5 separate regions of the Mus musculus genome follow, and regions 1, 2, 3 and 4 are each linked to region 5. A link is a contact called in public HiChIP or PLAC-seq, capture Hi-C and promoter capture Hi-C data. All regions are on one chromosome and are shown on one strand. Each heading gives the region's core, a stretch centred on a gene start, on an enhancer-like site or on the middle of the called end of the contact. The rest is flanking DNA. Distances are from core to core; before and after follow the strand shown. Region 1 holds the start of Trmo (tRNA methyltransferase O). Region 2 holds the start of Anp32b (acidic (leucine-rich) nuclear phosphoprotein 32 family, member B). Region 3 holds the start of Trim14 (tripartite motif-containing 14). Region 4 holds the start of Foxe1 (forkhead box E1). Region 5 holds the start of Anks6 (ankyrin repeat and sterile alpha motif domain containing 6).

Region 1 (2,700 bases), core at 93-2,592, 670 kb before region 5:
CACTCCAGATCTCCATTTTATTTAATTTGCATCAAACCTATCTATCCTATTATATCTTATTAGCACAACCAGTAAGATCTAGCACTAACTCTCACAATATGTTTCCTTGCTTTTTGCTTATACAAACTCTTTTTACTGTTGTGATGTATTAGACCTATTTTAAATCCTTGGGAGACAGAGGCAGGCAGATCCCTGAGTTGGAGGTAAGCCAGAGCTACGAACACACAATTTTTTTTTTTTTAAAGTCTTTAGGTGTAGCTCAGGTATACCCAGAACCCTTCCTGCCACAAGAAGAGGGCAGCACAAAGTGGAGATTCTTAGAGGTTCTAATTCATTACCTCAAAGCTCTAAACCAACAAGAGGACAGCCTGGTCTACAGAGTGAGCACAGGCCAGCCGGGGCTTCACAGAAAAATCCTGTCTCCAGGGTAGGAGTGTGGAGACAAAAATACTCTTATACAGAGGGGGGAAAAGAATATATATATATATATATATATATATATATATATATATATATATATACATACATACACATATAGTATGTATGTAAGTTAAAGCATAATACACCTGCCAGCCACTCCAAAGACCTCAGTGCCACTTCTTGCATCTCTGTCGACTGCTTCCAGGAGCTGCAATCTGATCTTTATCATCGTTTACTTCCTTTCAGAAAGAGATCTTATCATATGTACTTTCGAGCCTAAACAATACATTTTGAATTCTATAAAAGCTGACACCACCCTGTAAATTATCTATATAAACTGCCTTTCTCTCTCCATCTATATTGTGTGCGCTTCTGACAACTTTGACGTTTTCTCCAAGAATATTTACAATTACTACTGTATAGTTTTTGTTTGTTTGGGGGTTTTGTTTTTAAATCCTCATCCATGTACTGGTGGGAAAAGATTAAAGGCGAAGAAACTTGGACCAAATGAGGGCATCAGTCACACACATCCCACCTTCCTGTAACCCCCTACGGAAAAAGACCACACTACACACGTGGCCGACGCAGCTACTGTACTGAAACTAAGCCCAGACCACACCCCGTGTACCAAGATCCTAATACGTCACTCCCGTTAGCCTTAGCATGTCACGTGGTCGTCGAGACACGTGACCCTTACTTTGGCGGCAAGGACAAGAATGTACGTCAGGTGGCTCGCGTTCTTCTGGCCAGGGAAGCGGGCCGCCTAGCTTAGGGTGCGGCGCCACCTTTTTCCATAACGTTACCTGCCTCCAGGGCCGGCTGAACGCACCCACATGGGGCCGCCGTAGCACACGAGCCCTGCTTCTCCAAGCCGCGCATGGTTACAGGCCGCTGAGTCGTCCGCGCGCCCAACGCTGATTTCCGCTTCCGCGCGTTAGGCTTTGGCGCCTGCGCAGTTGTCGCTAGGTGCCGGGTCTTGGAGAACGCGCTCAATGGCGGCCGAGCTGCCGCGTGGAGGGTGGGTTCCCGGACGCCGTGAGGCCCATCATTCACCCACCACGCGGCGATGGCGGCCTCGCGACAGCCTGCACCATACCCTCCGAAGGTGGGACATGTGGATAAAGATGTACACGCAAAGATACCCTTGAATTATAAGCGGCCTCGGTGACCAAAAATAACCTTGAGTTTAAAGGGAAAGGATGTGAATGTCCATCTATGATCACATAGCAAAAGAACTGGAGTTTGGGACTTTTTTTTTTCCATTTATTGTGTGCGCGGGAGCATGTCAAAGTCAAATGACAAAATGCCGGAGCCGATACTCCTCATGGCCGCGTAGCTCCCAGGATCAAAGTCAGGTCGTGTTAGCCGGTTCCTTTACTCGCTGAGCCAACTAGCGGCCCAAGAGCTGGACGTTAAATGTTTAAAATTTCCCTTGGACGTGGGCATACGTGTTATATTTATCACTCCCCTCCACTTTTTAAGTAATAACTATTTGTCGGAAAAGGGCAAGAAAATCAAGAATGGTAGGTGTTACAAGCAAGCTAGGCTAGAAGTTATTAAGTGAGAACGTTTGTGCTCCAAACCACTGGAACCGAAATAAGGATGAAGAGCCAGCAAAAACCGTATTTTCTCTCCCTGCTCCAATTGCCTGCTCTTTAGCCACTTGTAAGATTCTTTAACCGCCCCTCCCCCCCAAAAAAAGATTCTTTAACCCAAACTCTTTGCATACATGATTATGTTTGGGGATTTCAAAATCTTGTTGGTTTCGAAGAGAGGGGGGAATCCACCTGACATTACCTGTAATATAAAATATTAAAAAATGCGAATCCACGGATTAAAGGCTTAACCGTGAAAAGCTGTTTCCAAGTGTTTGTTGTCACTGACTAAACAAGTCCCTAGTAGGAAATAATCAGTATTAGGAGACAGGTTTTTGAGAGAAAGTTGTGAATTCTTAAGTTAAAACTGATACTGTGCCCTCTGTCAGTTTTGTCCATGAAATTTCCAAAAGTTTTTTACCCCCCTTTTTCTTGTAGAAGATAGAGTTGTTGTCTAGCTGGAGAAACAAGTTTGTGTGCCTTTGGGCAACACGTACACGCTGTAAAAATGGGCTAAGCTGCAGTTGCCACTAGTCGGCGCTGTTAATAAGACAGTCAAAAGTGAAAGGGGCTTGCCCTCCATCAAGATCTGCCACTCACTGCGTCTAATTCCCAACTCTGCCAACCACTGAGACTCAAAACCAAGTAGACTTGGAGATACTAGACCTAGGAATCTGTCATTAAA
Region 2 (2,700 bases), core at 50-2,549, 610 kb before region 5:
TTTCAATTAAGATATCACCAACTTCATAGGGGTTGCCTGAAAGTTAAATGGGACATAACAGCGCAAGCTCTTAAAAGCCAATGCTCGGTGATTGATTATGGAAGCGCTTCAGTAGATTTTTTTTTTTTTTTTTTGAAAAGCTTTTTGCATAGCTCAGTGAAGCCTATCAGGTAATAGTTGGAGATCTTTTGTGACAAGGAGCACAGCACTCCCTTCCTTTCCCCACATTCTCCTGTCTTAGCCTTCCAGACTACCACGGAATTATGAGTGAATCTACACCTATAACTATTCACCTTTCCCCCATAACCTACACATCTTCTTTTCTCTTGAATTATTATTTCTGAATCTGATATATAATCATTTAAAAGTTTGGGCCTCTAAGGCAAAATGGGATGATAGGAAGAGGCTTCTTGCACTAAAATCTTAGGGTAATACCTAGATGATGTTTTTCTCCAGTAAACAGTAATCTTTAGTGCCTCTGGTTAATATCAGAGGTAGGCTCCTCATTTAACACAACGCCGTGTGCTTTAAATCCAGGGACCCTTAAAATTAGACTTTGACAAAGGCTGCCAACCCAGGACTCAACTTAATGGTGACCAAGAATGTATACATCTTCCACGGGTGCCCCAAGAGATAAAAGTCAGAAGGTGGGGACTGAGGCGTCATTAAAATTACTAATGGTTTCCTTCACTAGTGGCTCACATGTTTAAAAACAGTGTTTATGTATAGTTGTTTTCTGTCTCCTTGGCTAGTTTGTAGTTTAAGTACTGATAAAGTTCTAAAGTATATTAAATTTTTTATTTTTAAAAACAAACACGTGCCAAGGGGAAAGTTTCCTGAACTGGGGATGCTCAGATGCGGCGTGGCTTGGGCAAGAGGCTGGAGCTGCCTGCCCCTGCTGATGTTTTAGTACAACACGGCGGGGAAGCGAGCACAGCCTCACCAGGGTCCTCGATGGCACTTCTAACATCACTGGACCTAAAGGCAGCGAGGTCGGGCTATGGGCCTCAAAACTGGGAGGAACAGGGTGAACCCCAAAGCCACAGCCTCTGAGGGCGCCCGAAGGCTCAGGCGAAATTGGGTCCGGGAGAGCCCGGAAGAAGGCGCGAGGCTGAGCCTGCCCGTCGACCTCCAGGAGAGCGCGGGTGCCGGTGGGGGTGGGGGCGGGGGTCCCGGCACCGGAAGGTCTTACATCAGCCAGCCCACGTGCGACCCGAGGGCCAGGAGGCGCGCGCGACCCGGGAGGCGGCGCCGCAGTCCGGGCTGAGCTTAAGGCGGGTCCCGCCCCGCCCTCCGTGCGCCTCCCAAGTCCGCGCTGCAGCCCGGGCTCCCGAGCCGAGCGGCGCCGCGCAGGGCCGAGTGGAGCCGAGCAGCCGCCGCGTCGCGTCGCCGGTTTAAGCGCAGTGCGGGGCCTTGGCCGGGGGCGGCGGTAGTGAGGCCAGAGCCGCGCTCCAGCCCCCTTTTCCCTCCATGGTTTCTCTCCGCTCCCGCGAGTAACTTGGCTCCGGGGGCTCCGCTCGCCCGCACGCCCGCACGCCGCCCGGGGACCACGCCGCCGCCTCCTCCAGCCGCCTCCCTCCGACGGCCCTCGCCGCGCAGGCCGGGTCGCCTCTCCCCCCTCCGCCCCCGCCGCGGAAAGTTAAGTTTGGAGAGGGGGGACGAGGGGAACATGGATATGAAGAGGAGGATCCACCTGGAGCTGAGGAACCGGACCCCGGCAGCCGTAAGCAGAACCCCTCGGGCGCCCGCGCCCCCCGATGACTTGCAAGTAATGGTGGCCACCTGCGGGCCACCGGGCTCCGGCCGCGGCGCGGGGAAGGCGCTGCTCGCAGCTCGGACGGGGACAGGGAAGGCGGGCGGAAGGCGCGGAGGGGGGAGCGAGCGCGCGGGCTTTAACTCTTTGGCGCCCGCGGGCCCCCGCGGCCACGGGGAGGACGGCGGGTGGAGAAGCAAACTTTGAGCCGCTCGCCCGCCCGGTCCTCTCCCGGAGGGAGCGCTCGCGCGTGTGGCCGGCGGCGAGGGCGGGCGCGGGGGTTGTGTAACGCTGGGAGCCATGTTTGCAGCCTCCCGGGATGCGCGGCCGGGCGGAGGCCGGGCCTGCCGAGGCGCCGCGCCGCCGCCAGGCCCGCCGCGGGGCCGGGCCGGGTTCCATGCGCCCCGCGGCCGACAGGGCCTCGCCGCCGAGGAGGGTGTTCGGGTCCCTGAGGGGGGCGCGGAGCCCCCCTCGGGCGCGGCCTGGCGCGGAACGGGGGAGGGGCGGGCCTGGCGGCGGAGGTGGCGCAACCGCCGCCCCTCCCGAGGCCAAGTTTGAAAAAAGGATGCGCTTCCCGCCATTTTTTCAAGCCTAAAAAAATCCAACTTTGCCCCTCCTTTGCCCGGCTCGCCTTCGCCCTCGGCCTTGCCCACGCGGGCTCCCCGGGCCAGCCGGCCCGGCACCGTCACCGCCGCGGTGGCTTCGCCCTCCCCCGCGCCGCCGCCCGGGGCCTTGCCCGAGAGGGAGGCCGGCCCCTCGGTGTGGGCGGCCGGCGGCTCCGCGCGCCAGCCGGGGCGCGCCACAGCGCCATGTTGGCGGGCGCCGTCTTCCTCCGCCGGGTGAGCCGGCCGCCCTCGCGCTGCCTGTCGGTCCCCGGGCTGCCCCCGCCCCGCGGGGCTCGTCTCCGCGCGCACTGGAAGCGCGGCGCTCGGCCACCGCCGCCTCGT
Region 3 (2,700 bases), core at 75-2,574, 520 kb before region 5:
TGAGTGCTGAGTATGTGCTTGATGAAGGAATGGCTCTGTGGATAGACAGAGGAAGGGTGCCTAGGTTGACGCATAGCCTTGGGTCTCCGAGTAGCAGCATTTGAGGATCCTTATTAGCAGTCATTTCACAGTTGCTGAAGGATGGTTCTGGAAGCAGGGGCAGGACTCCACTAGTCAGACTGTCCTCCCTCAGGCCCAATTCAGATTGGAGTTGTAGTCTTGTCAAGGGTGGTTAAGTCAGGAGAGAGCAGAAAGGAAGGTGCTTTGGGCAGAATTACAAAGACTTCTTGGAGATAAACATAAAATCAGCCCCGGGGGTTCAGAAGGTTCTGGCTAGCTTGCCTTCCTCAAATGCAGAGAGGAGAATAGATTCTGCAGAGCCAGGGCAGCCGGCTGGGGGTCCTGCTTTCTCGTTATCTATAGAAGATAAGGCTGTGATTAACAAGCCTCTTCCGTGGGTGGGGTGGGAGAGGGGACAGTGGTGTATTTGCATAGGGGGAGGAGCCGGATTCAAGGCAGGAAGAGGGACCTTATTGACTTAGCAAAACAACATAGGCCATCAGGTCCCAGTTCAGAATGGCCTTTTATGAACTCCAGGGTCCAGAGACATTTCCAGGCTTCATGGAACACACGCATACATACAGTTTTCTTTTTCTACAATCTGGTCTTTTGAGATAGTCTCTCTACATATCACAGGTTGGCTGTAAACTCCCAATTTTCCAACTTCATCCTCCCCTGTGCTCTGTTAGGCGAACGTCCCTCCCGCGTCCTTGACTCTGGTTGGGGAGTTGCCCTAGCAGAAGCGGTAAAGAACGTGTGAGTACTAACCAGCTTGAGCCTCCTGTACCCCAAGCCAATCTTGGGAAGCTTCGCTGGTGGTTTGAGCAACTTTTGCACTTCCATAGGGTTCTGCCTCCCGATCCTACTGTCTACTATCTAGAGGACCTCAGGGTCCCCCTTTAGTTTCCCTGTCCTAACGGGATTTGACCCTCCTTTGACGGTTACTCTTGTGCTCAATCTCCGCCCGCCCAGACCTGCGGTGCACGCCCTCGCGGCTTCCCACCTGCACACGCACAGCCTCCTCCTCGGCCAGGCCCACCGGGTGGCCGCGGTGCGCACCCAGAACCGGGCAGAGCGCGCACACACAGCGGCCGCAGCGGCGACAGAAGAGCTCAGCCGGGCGTTCGCTGTGCTCCGGACAGCGCCAGCCATACGCCCCGTCGGGCTGAAAGGGCGCCCGCGCCTCGGTAGTCTCGCTCGCCATTCTCAGTGGCAACCGCTGTTCTCTGTGCAGTGTGGTCGGGTTGGGTTGGTGCAGAAATCGAAACCTTGCTCGGGGAGGGGCGGGGCGGGGCGGGGCGGGCGACCCAGCTCCCAGTGGCAAACTGGAGGGGCGATGACCTGCTGGAGAGTTGATGCTTGGTCCCACCTAGTGCTGGATCCGCGGCACAGCATCCTTCCACTCTTTCTCACCTTGAGGAGGAGGAGGTCACTATAGATAGGAACGCGGGTGCTTGCACTGATGGGCTCACTGGAAGGTTGGCTTCCCGCTTGTTGATGATGTTGGGCTTCTGGCAAACTGCGGAGGTGCGTAGTAGGTGGTGTGGCCTGCCCAGAGGGCCTACATTTTCTACACCTCATTTTGTTCTTTTCCTGTAGTGCTTCCTCCCTATGGTCAGCCATGTGGGGGCAGGTGGGGGTGAAGTTGGAACATACTTCCAAGAAGCCCCAATTATCTTCAGGCTAAAACTTCAAAGCCCCAGGCCCTGAAGATGTTCTGATTTCTCTTGCCTTGATGGGTGAATGACCCACCCTGTTTCTAGCCGGGGCATTTTGCAGTTCTTGCTTAAGGTATAGCTGCTGCTCACTGTCCCCCAATCACATGGAGGTGTGGCTTATCTCCTTCTTCAGGAAGCGTCCATTCTCCACCCACAGCCGCCTGACCACCCTGCCCCATCCTGCCCCTCACGAATTCTCTCAAACACAAGTGGAAGCACTTCAAGGGTATTCGGACCTTACTGACCAGTTTGCCAACCTGGTCCGGTATCATCTGGTCCAGACACCTAGTGCTAAATTGGTACTTGTAGAACGAATTAACAAAAAGGAAATCGCCAAGCATTGCAATATCGAGTCTGGTGTTATTATTTATTATTATTTTGGTTGAGGCAGAGTCTTAGACTCCTTTGCCCAAGCTGGTCTGGAATTTTCAATCTTCCTGCCTCAGCCTTCCATGAACTGGGATTACAGGCAGGAATTACCACCCACAGTAGATTGTCATATTCTTACATTGCACGATTCTGTGTCTATTTTAACTTTTATTTCTTAATTATTTTTTTATTTACTTTTTTACAAAGGTACAAGGAATTTAAGAAACATTCAAACAATCACTCAAACGGCTTCAGGCACGGTTTCATATGAAAAGCATAGGTCCGTATCTTGATTCCCGTTTCCCTCTGGGATACAACCTCAAGTTTTGTTCTAGGAAGCAGAATTATTGTAGAGCTAAGGTGGGTACAAGCTCATCTCCAAGCGTTCTCCCTCATTCACACAAAGTTCCTGAGTCATCAGAAAGAAAGCTCCCAAGGCAAGAAGGAAGGAGCCGAGGGCGGCTTTGCTGCTTGGGTGGTCACTGTGTCAGGGGGCAGTGTTGCTCCATTAGCCCAAGAACATAAAAACATAATCTTAAAAAAATATGACAAA
Region 4 (2,700 bases), core at 91-2,590, 710 kb before region 5:
AGAAACGTGAGAAATCTAGCTTCCCCTGGCTTCTTTAGGAGCGAGGGGCCGCAGCAAGCAGGAAGCCCCTCTGCATTCAAGGAGCTGGGGAAGGTCTTCAAGCAAGGTCGACTGCAGGAGAGAGGATCTGTGCTCTCTGCCTCTTTCTTTCAAAGGCAGCCACCCAGTGCTCACTGAAGAAGAACGCAATAAAACCAGAAGGCTGGGCCACCCACGTTAGACCTGAACCCTCCACAGTGTGTCTCTTTCCAGTCCGGCTCCTTACACAATTCCCATGCTCAGGAAAGGTACTGGCTTCACCGTGAGGATCTTAAGAACCAAATCTTAGATTCCTGAGTTGGGAATCTAACGTAACCAGTTCCAAAAGTGGCCAGAAAGCGAACCAGGCAGGTGGGGCTGCGCCGCTGGGAGTCCCTCTCTAGCACCGAATCCTGCCAGAGGAAGGCAGAAATCGGACATTTTGGAACAGTCTACACACACACACACACACACACACACACACACACACACGCGCGCGCGCGCGCGCGCGCACGCACGCACGCACACACACGCATACACCAGTAGAGTTGTGCACTGACTGCAGCATCCTCTCCCAAGTCTTCACTCAGACCTCTAGAGGCGGCTGGCCCTCTCTGGCCCCGTGGTAGTGGAGGGGTTGAGAGGCGGCGACTGCAGACAGCAGGAGCCAAGTCTTCGCTAACCAGGCATTCTCCTGCATATAGAAAAGGGTCCCAAGCCACCTAAGGACCCTGATGCGGCGAGGAGGCTTTCCCTAAACACCTCTTGAGATACAAAACTTCGGGACAGACCAGGAACCTGGTAAAGCGACTCCCTGTGGCACTACCTCACCACGAACTGAAAAGCTTACTCTAAAACAGACGCAGGCTGCAGGCACCGGAGGGCAGCAAAGTTGCTGTAGACCTGGGAATCCTTGTCTGAAAATGAATTGCACCAGAGATTGGGCCAGGTAGCCTAAACCTGGATTTGGAAGGCATCCCAAGAATTAAACGCGCCCCACTTTAGTCCAGTTCTTACCCTCTCTGAACAAGAAAATGCCATGAGCCCTCTTTCCACGTGAGACACAACTTTTCCGCAAAGACCGATTCAGGAGCGCTGGGCCGAGCTCCTGGAGTCTCAGTCTCCCGCTTGGCGCGCAGAGGGGGCCAGCCCCCGAATCTCCAGGCGCCCTCCCCGCTCTGACGTTTTGGGACTCCAGCCGCTACCTGGGGAGGTGTGCCCGTCGCGGGGGTGGGGAAGGGGGGAGTGGGGGGGGGCGGGCAGGGAAGCGGCTACGCCCCGCGTTTGCTGGCGCCTTTAAGGAGGAGAAGCCAGCGGAGGGAGGAGCTGGCCCAGGTGTGTGCAGGAGAGCGCCTCGCCGGCCGGACTCCGTGCTGGAGTTCAGAGCCGCAGAACGGAGCACTTGCTCGCCACCTGGCCCGGCCCGCTCGCCCGTCTCGCCTCTCTGCCCTCCGCTTGGGTTGTACCTTCCACCGTAGGGGTGCGGCATGGGCGGCCCCTGCAGGGGTGTACGGTGCCCCCACTGAAGGCCCTGGCACGAGACCCCAGCCTGCAGCCTCCTCTACGCGCACCGCCTCGACGGTCATCCTCAGACCCGCAGGGACTCCCAAACAGCTGCCGCCACCCCGGCCTTCGAGCCACGTCCGGACCCCTTGATCGCCTGGCACCAGAGCGCCAAGGATCCTCTGGCCGGTGCCCCACAGGAGCCGTCGGTGGACTCAGCGCTCCAGACCCCGAAGTTCCCTGCCCTCAGCGCTCTCGGTGCCCGCTGCAAAGCCCCGGCGTCGGCTCCCGTGGGATCGGGATTGCGGCCAGAGCGGTCGTCTACAGCTGAAGACGACGGGGGGTACGGGGGGGAGGGACCGCGGCGCCATGACGGCCGAGAGCGCGCCGCCTCCCCCGCCGCAGCCCGAGACGCTGGCGGCCGTGAAGGAAGAGCGCGGTGAGGCGGCGGCGGCGGGCGCGGGGGTCCCGGCGGAGGCTGCGGGTCGCGGCGCGGGAGGACGGCGACGCAAGCGCCCCCTGCAGCGGGGGAAGCCGCCCTACAGCTACATCGCGCTCATCGCTATGGCCATCGCGCACGCGCCCGAGCGCCGCCTGACTCTGGGCGGCATCTACAAGTTCATCACCGAGCGCTTCCCGTTCTACCGCGACAACCCCAAGAAGTGGCAGAACAGCATCCGCCACAACCTCACCCTCAACGACTGCTTCCTCAAGATCCCGCGCGAGGCGGGCCGCCCGGGCAAGGGCAATTACTGGGCGCTCGACCCCAACGCCGAGGACATGTTCGAAAGCGGCAGCTTCCTGCGCCGCCGCAAGCGCTTCAAGCGCTCGGACCTGTCCACCTACCCGGCCTACATGCACGATGCAGCCGCTGCCGCCGCCGCTGCCGCTGCCGCCATCTTCCCGGGCGCCGTGCCTGCCGCAAGGCCGGCTTACCCGGGCGCCGTCTATGCGGGCTACGCGCCGCCACTCGCCGCGCCTCCGCCGGTCTACTACCCCGCCGCGTCGCCGGGGCCCTGCCGGGTCTTCGGCTTGGTTCCCGAGCGGCCGCTCAGCCCCGATCTGGGCCCCGCGCCGTCAGCGGCCGGCGGCTCGTGCGCCTTCGCGGCTGCGGCGGGCGCGGCGGGCACCGGGAGCTTCCAGCCGGCGGTGTGCACCGGAGCGCGGCCGGTCAACCCC
Region 5 (2,700 bases), core at 47-2,546:
CACATAAAATAAAAACAAATCTAAAAACAAAACAAGCATTGTCTCTTTTCTTGTTTTTTTACAGCTCAGTATATTTATACGAGTCAGAAATCTAGAGATGGATTTTGCTGCCTCTCCCAACCCCTTCGCAGGGTCACACAACCACGAGGATCAACTTCAGGTTTATCCAGGCCACTAATTGTCTCTTCCTTGGCTGCTGTCTTCCTAGCCAGCCTTCCTGACTCTGGCCCATCTCTCTGCCTATTCTCACAGGTGCTGAATGTAACTTACCCGAAACAAAAGTCTGTTCCGGTCACAGTGCCCTGTGCCTTCCACACTCCTGATCATCCTTAGATTGTGGGTTTCTGTTCAGCCCCAATCTGGCACCTACTTTCTTCCTCCAATGGTGGGCTTGTCTCCAGCCCCCTCTGGGTCGCAGCATCCTCCCAGTTGTCTGACCACCTTTCATCACTATGTGTCTGCAGTGTGCTTGTTCTCCCTCGCTTCCTCGTTTTCCGGTCCTGGATAACTCTTACAAATCCTCGAGTCTTAACACCTCATTTCCACTAAAAATCGCCTCTATTCCTCCAACTGGGTCAGCTACTACTGTCAGACCTTCCAGATCAAGAATGCTACTTTATTTACCCACCCACCCCACTCATATCCCCAAAATAGGGACTTAATTGGATCCCAGTTATCTATTCGGTCAACCCCCAAAGCCAGGGTGAGTAGACAGATTCTTAGGAGACCCTTGATGCAAAACGGAATGAATGAACGTCTAGAAGATGCACTCCGCAGCCTCCACACTGTTCAGAAGCCAAAGTTTCTAACATCCCTAATCTTGTGTTTCTGAAACCGCCCTTTTATTTCCATCATACAGATGACCAAAAGGCAAAGCTCCAAGTCTGCCATTCGCACTCTCACGAGTCCCGGACTCTCTCCTTCCCGGTCCCCGCTCACCTGGCCGCCTGCATGAGCGCGCTCCAGCCGTAGTGGTTGCGGCTGTTGACCGAGGCTCCGCGGCGCAGCAGGAACCTTACGAGTGGCTCGTGGCCACCGGCCGCCGCCAGCTGCAGCGCCGAGTTGCCCGCCTCATCGGAACAGTCCACCGGCACCGGCGCCCCGGCCTCCGCTGCCCGGACCGCCTCGGGCCCTGCCGGCTCCGCTCCCGCCTCGGGCCCCGCGACCGGGTCCGCGCCTGGCTCCAGCAGGCGCCGCGCCGTGTCGGTGTCACCCTGCTCGCAGGCGCGGAGCAGCAGCTGCAGGCCGGGGGCCAGCGCGCCCTCGCCCATCGCTGACCGCCCGCTCCGCGCCGCCGCCCGCTCCCACCCCGGGGCCGCGCGCGTGCCCGCCGTCCGCAGGCCCGCCCCCTGGGTGCGCGCGCGCCTCCGGGGTCGCGCCTGATGGGTACGCGCGCGCAGGGCCCGCCTCCCGCCTTGGAGGGTGGGCCTGTGACTGTGCGGTCACTCTTCAGTCTTCCTGTTCGTTCCTACTGAATCCGACCTCTGGGCCTAGCTTAGAACTCATCTCGCATCTCTACCGACCCCAGACCGGCCCGCATTTCACTAGCGCTCCCTAAACAGTCGCAGGCTGAATCGGGACGAATGGGTCAGCCCCGTCGTTTGCCGGAGCAGCCCTGCAGTGCTGAGTTCTTCATCTGTGTCAAGCTACCCGCCCATCTATCTCTTGTTTTTGACAGGGGGGGGGGGGGGTCACCACTACCGCAGTAACTTACATGTTACAGATAGAGATTTTTCTAGCCACACCCCAGACCCACTGTCGGAAACTCAGTGTGGGACCAGCAACTGTTCTGGTCCCAAGCCCTCCTGTATATCACACAAACAGTAGGAACCACCGACTGGTCCCCAGGGCAGTCCTTGTAGCCACCCTAGAGTTTCAGATGATTATTCCAATCTACAGTAGACGAGTGACCGGGAAGGTTGTATGTTGCTATAGTCTGCACAGATCTGCAGGCGCTGCTGTGGCTAGGACTCAGGTCTTCTGACATCAAGTTCATCTCTCTTTCCGGACTCAACAAGTATGTATTGGATGCCTGTTAGTGCCAGGCACAGCTCTTCGTGCCGCGAACGTTTGCAAGATAGCATCTCTGCCTTCTAGGATCTGACCCACCCATACAGGCTATAAAGATATGCTGTGGTAATAAACTTGGCTGCTGAATGGTAGTTGAGTGCTGTTGACACAGTAAACGGAACATGAATCCAAGCAAAATCGGGTAGAAGGTGGAGCATTGTTTCATAATTGAGCCAACAAGAGAATTACTGAAAATATAACACTTGCAAAAACCTTAAGGAAGAGAGTAAGCCATGAGGACATTTTGGGGAAAAGAAGCTAATTAAGCAGAAAGCAAGACGCAGTTCACAGCATATGTGTCCTTACAGCATGGACACTTCCATAGGAAGAGACAACTGGTTTCCCTAGATGGTTAGTAGTGCCCGCCCAAACCCAGCAAGAAGCCAGACATACAAGGCAAGGCTGTTACATGTCCCAACAGTGTGTCATGATAACAGCGTAACTGTTAGGTCTGAGGACAGTTATTGAAAGTGTCCCCTGACTTCCACATTTGTTGTATGGCATGCACAGGCACACACACAATAAATAAATATGTCAGCTATGGTGGTGCATGCCTTTAATTACAGCATTGGGAAGCAGAGGCAGACAGGTCTCTATGAATTTGAGGCCAGCGTGGTCTGCATAGTGAGC

What was found. Promoter capture Hi-C pulls out the DNA fragments that hold promoters and counts their contacts. HiChIP or PLAC-seq counts read pairs in DNA pulled down with a chosen protein or histone mark. Capture Hi-C pulls out chosen DNA fragments and counts their contacts.
Region 1: a FOXA1 HiChIP or PLAC-seq map of pancreatic cancer cells shows a contact between it and region 5. The contact joins the promoter of Trmo here to the promoter of Anks6 in region 5. A contact is called at or near these places in 4 of 39 promoter capture datasets (embryonic stem cells, hippocampal neurons, liver and 1 more), 2 of 484 Hi-C or Micro-C datasets (cerebellum and olfactory sensory neurons), 2 of 115 datasets of contacts at active chromatin or transcription factors (large pre-B cells and pancreatic cancer cells) and 2 of 9 other capture datasets (adipose tissue and liver).
Region 2: a contact with region 5 is called in a promoter capture Hi-C map of hippocampal neurons, with 4 times the contacts expected there. The contact joins the promoter of Anp32b here to the promoter of Anks6 in region 5. A contact is called at or near these places in 3 of 39 promoter capture datasets (hippocampal neurons, liver and pre-B cells) and 1 of 9 other capture datasets (adipose tissue).
Region 3: a contact with region 5 is called in a capture Hi-C map of macrophages, with 2.3 times the contacts expected there. The contact joins the promoter of Trim14 here to the promoter of Anks6 in region 5. A contact is called at or near these places in 3 of 39 promoter capture datasets (3T3-L1-derived adipocytes, hippocampal neurons and liver), 8 of 484 Hi-C or Micro-C datasets (B cells, the BV-2 cell line, the G1E-ER4 cell line and 5 more), 5 of 115 datasets of contacts at active chromatin or transcription factors (T-cell acute lymphoblastic leukemia, bone marrow-derived macrophages, embryonic midbrain and 2 more) and 1 of 9 other capture datasets (macrophages).
Region 4: a promoter capture Hi-C map of embryonic stem cells shows a contact between it and region 5, with 2.4 times the contacts expected there. The contact joins the promoter of Foxe1 here to the promoter of Anks6 in region 5. A contact is called at or near these places in 3 of 39 promoter capture datasets (embryonic stem cells, hippocampal neurons and pre-B cells) and 1 of 484 Hi-C or Micro-C datasets (B cells).

What each region holds. Positions count from the first base shown.
Region 1 is chr4:46,388,095-46,390,794 of GRCm38.p6, forward strand. Trmo (tRNA methyltransferase O) reads right to left here and starts at 1,343. Exons shown (of 5, transcript NM_001347095.1): 1 at 1,224-1,343. The coding sequence starts at 1,299.
Region 2 is chr4:46,449,627-46,452,326 of GRCm38.p6, forward strand. Anp32b (acidic (leucine-rich) nuclear phosphoprotein 32 family, member B) reads left to right here and starts at 1,300. Exons shown (of 7, transcript NM_130889.3): 1 at 1,300-1,723. The coding sequence starts at 1,670.
Region 3 is chr4:46,534,817-46,537,516 of GRCm38.p6, forward strand. Trim14 (tripartite motif-containing 14) reads right to left here and starts at 1,325. Exons shown (of 6, transcript NM_029077.4): 1 at 1,064-1,325. The coding sequence starts at 1,264. Coro2a (coronin, actin binding protein 2A) reads right to left here. Exons shown (of 12, transcript NM_001164804.1): 12 at 2,121-2,700. It overlaps Gm16731 (predicted gene, 16731), which reads left to right and starts at 1,085. Exons shown (of 4, transcript NR_151695.1): 1 at 1,085-1,247; 2 at 2,355-2,507.
Region 4 is chr4:46,342,304-46,345,003 of GRCm38.p6, forward strand. Foxe1 (forkhead box E1) reads left to right here and starts at 1,341. Exons shown (of 1, transcript NM_183298.2): 1 at 1,341-2,700. The coding sequence starts at 1,891. It overlaps Gm12446 (predicted gene 12446), which reads right to left and starts at 1,178. Exons shown (of 6, transcript NR_165272.1): 1 at 1,036-1,178.
Region 5 is chr4:47,056,010-47,058,709 of GRCm38.p6, forward strand. It overlaps Anks6 (ankyrin repeat and sterile alpha motif domain containing 6), which reads right to left and starts at 1,297. Exons shown (of 16, transcript NM_001356426.1): 1 at 940-1,297. The coding sequence starts at 1,271.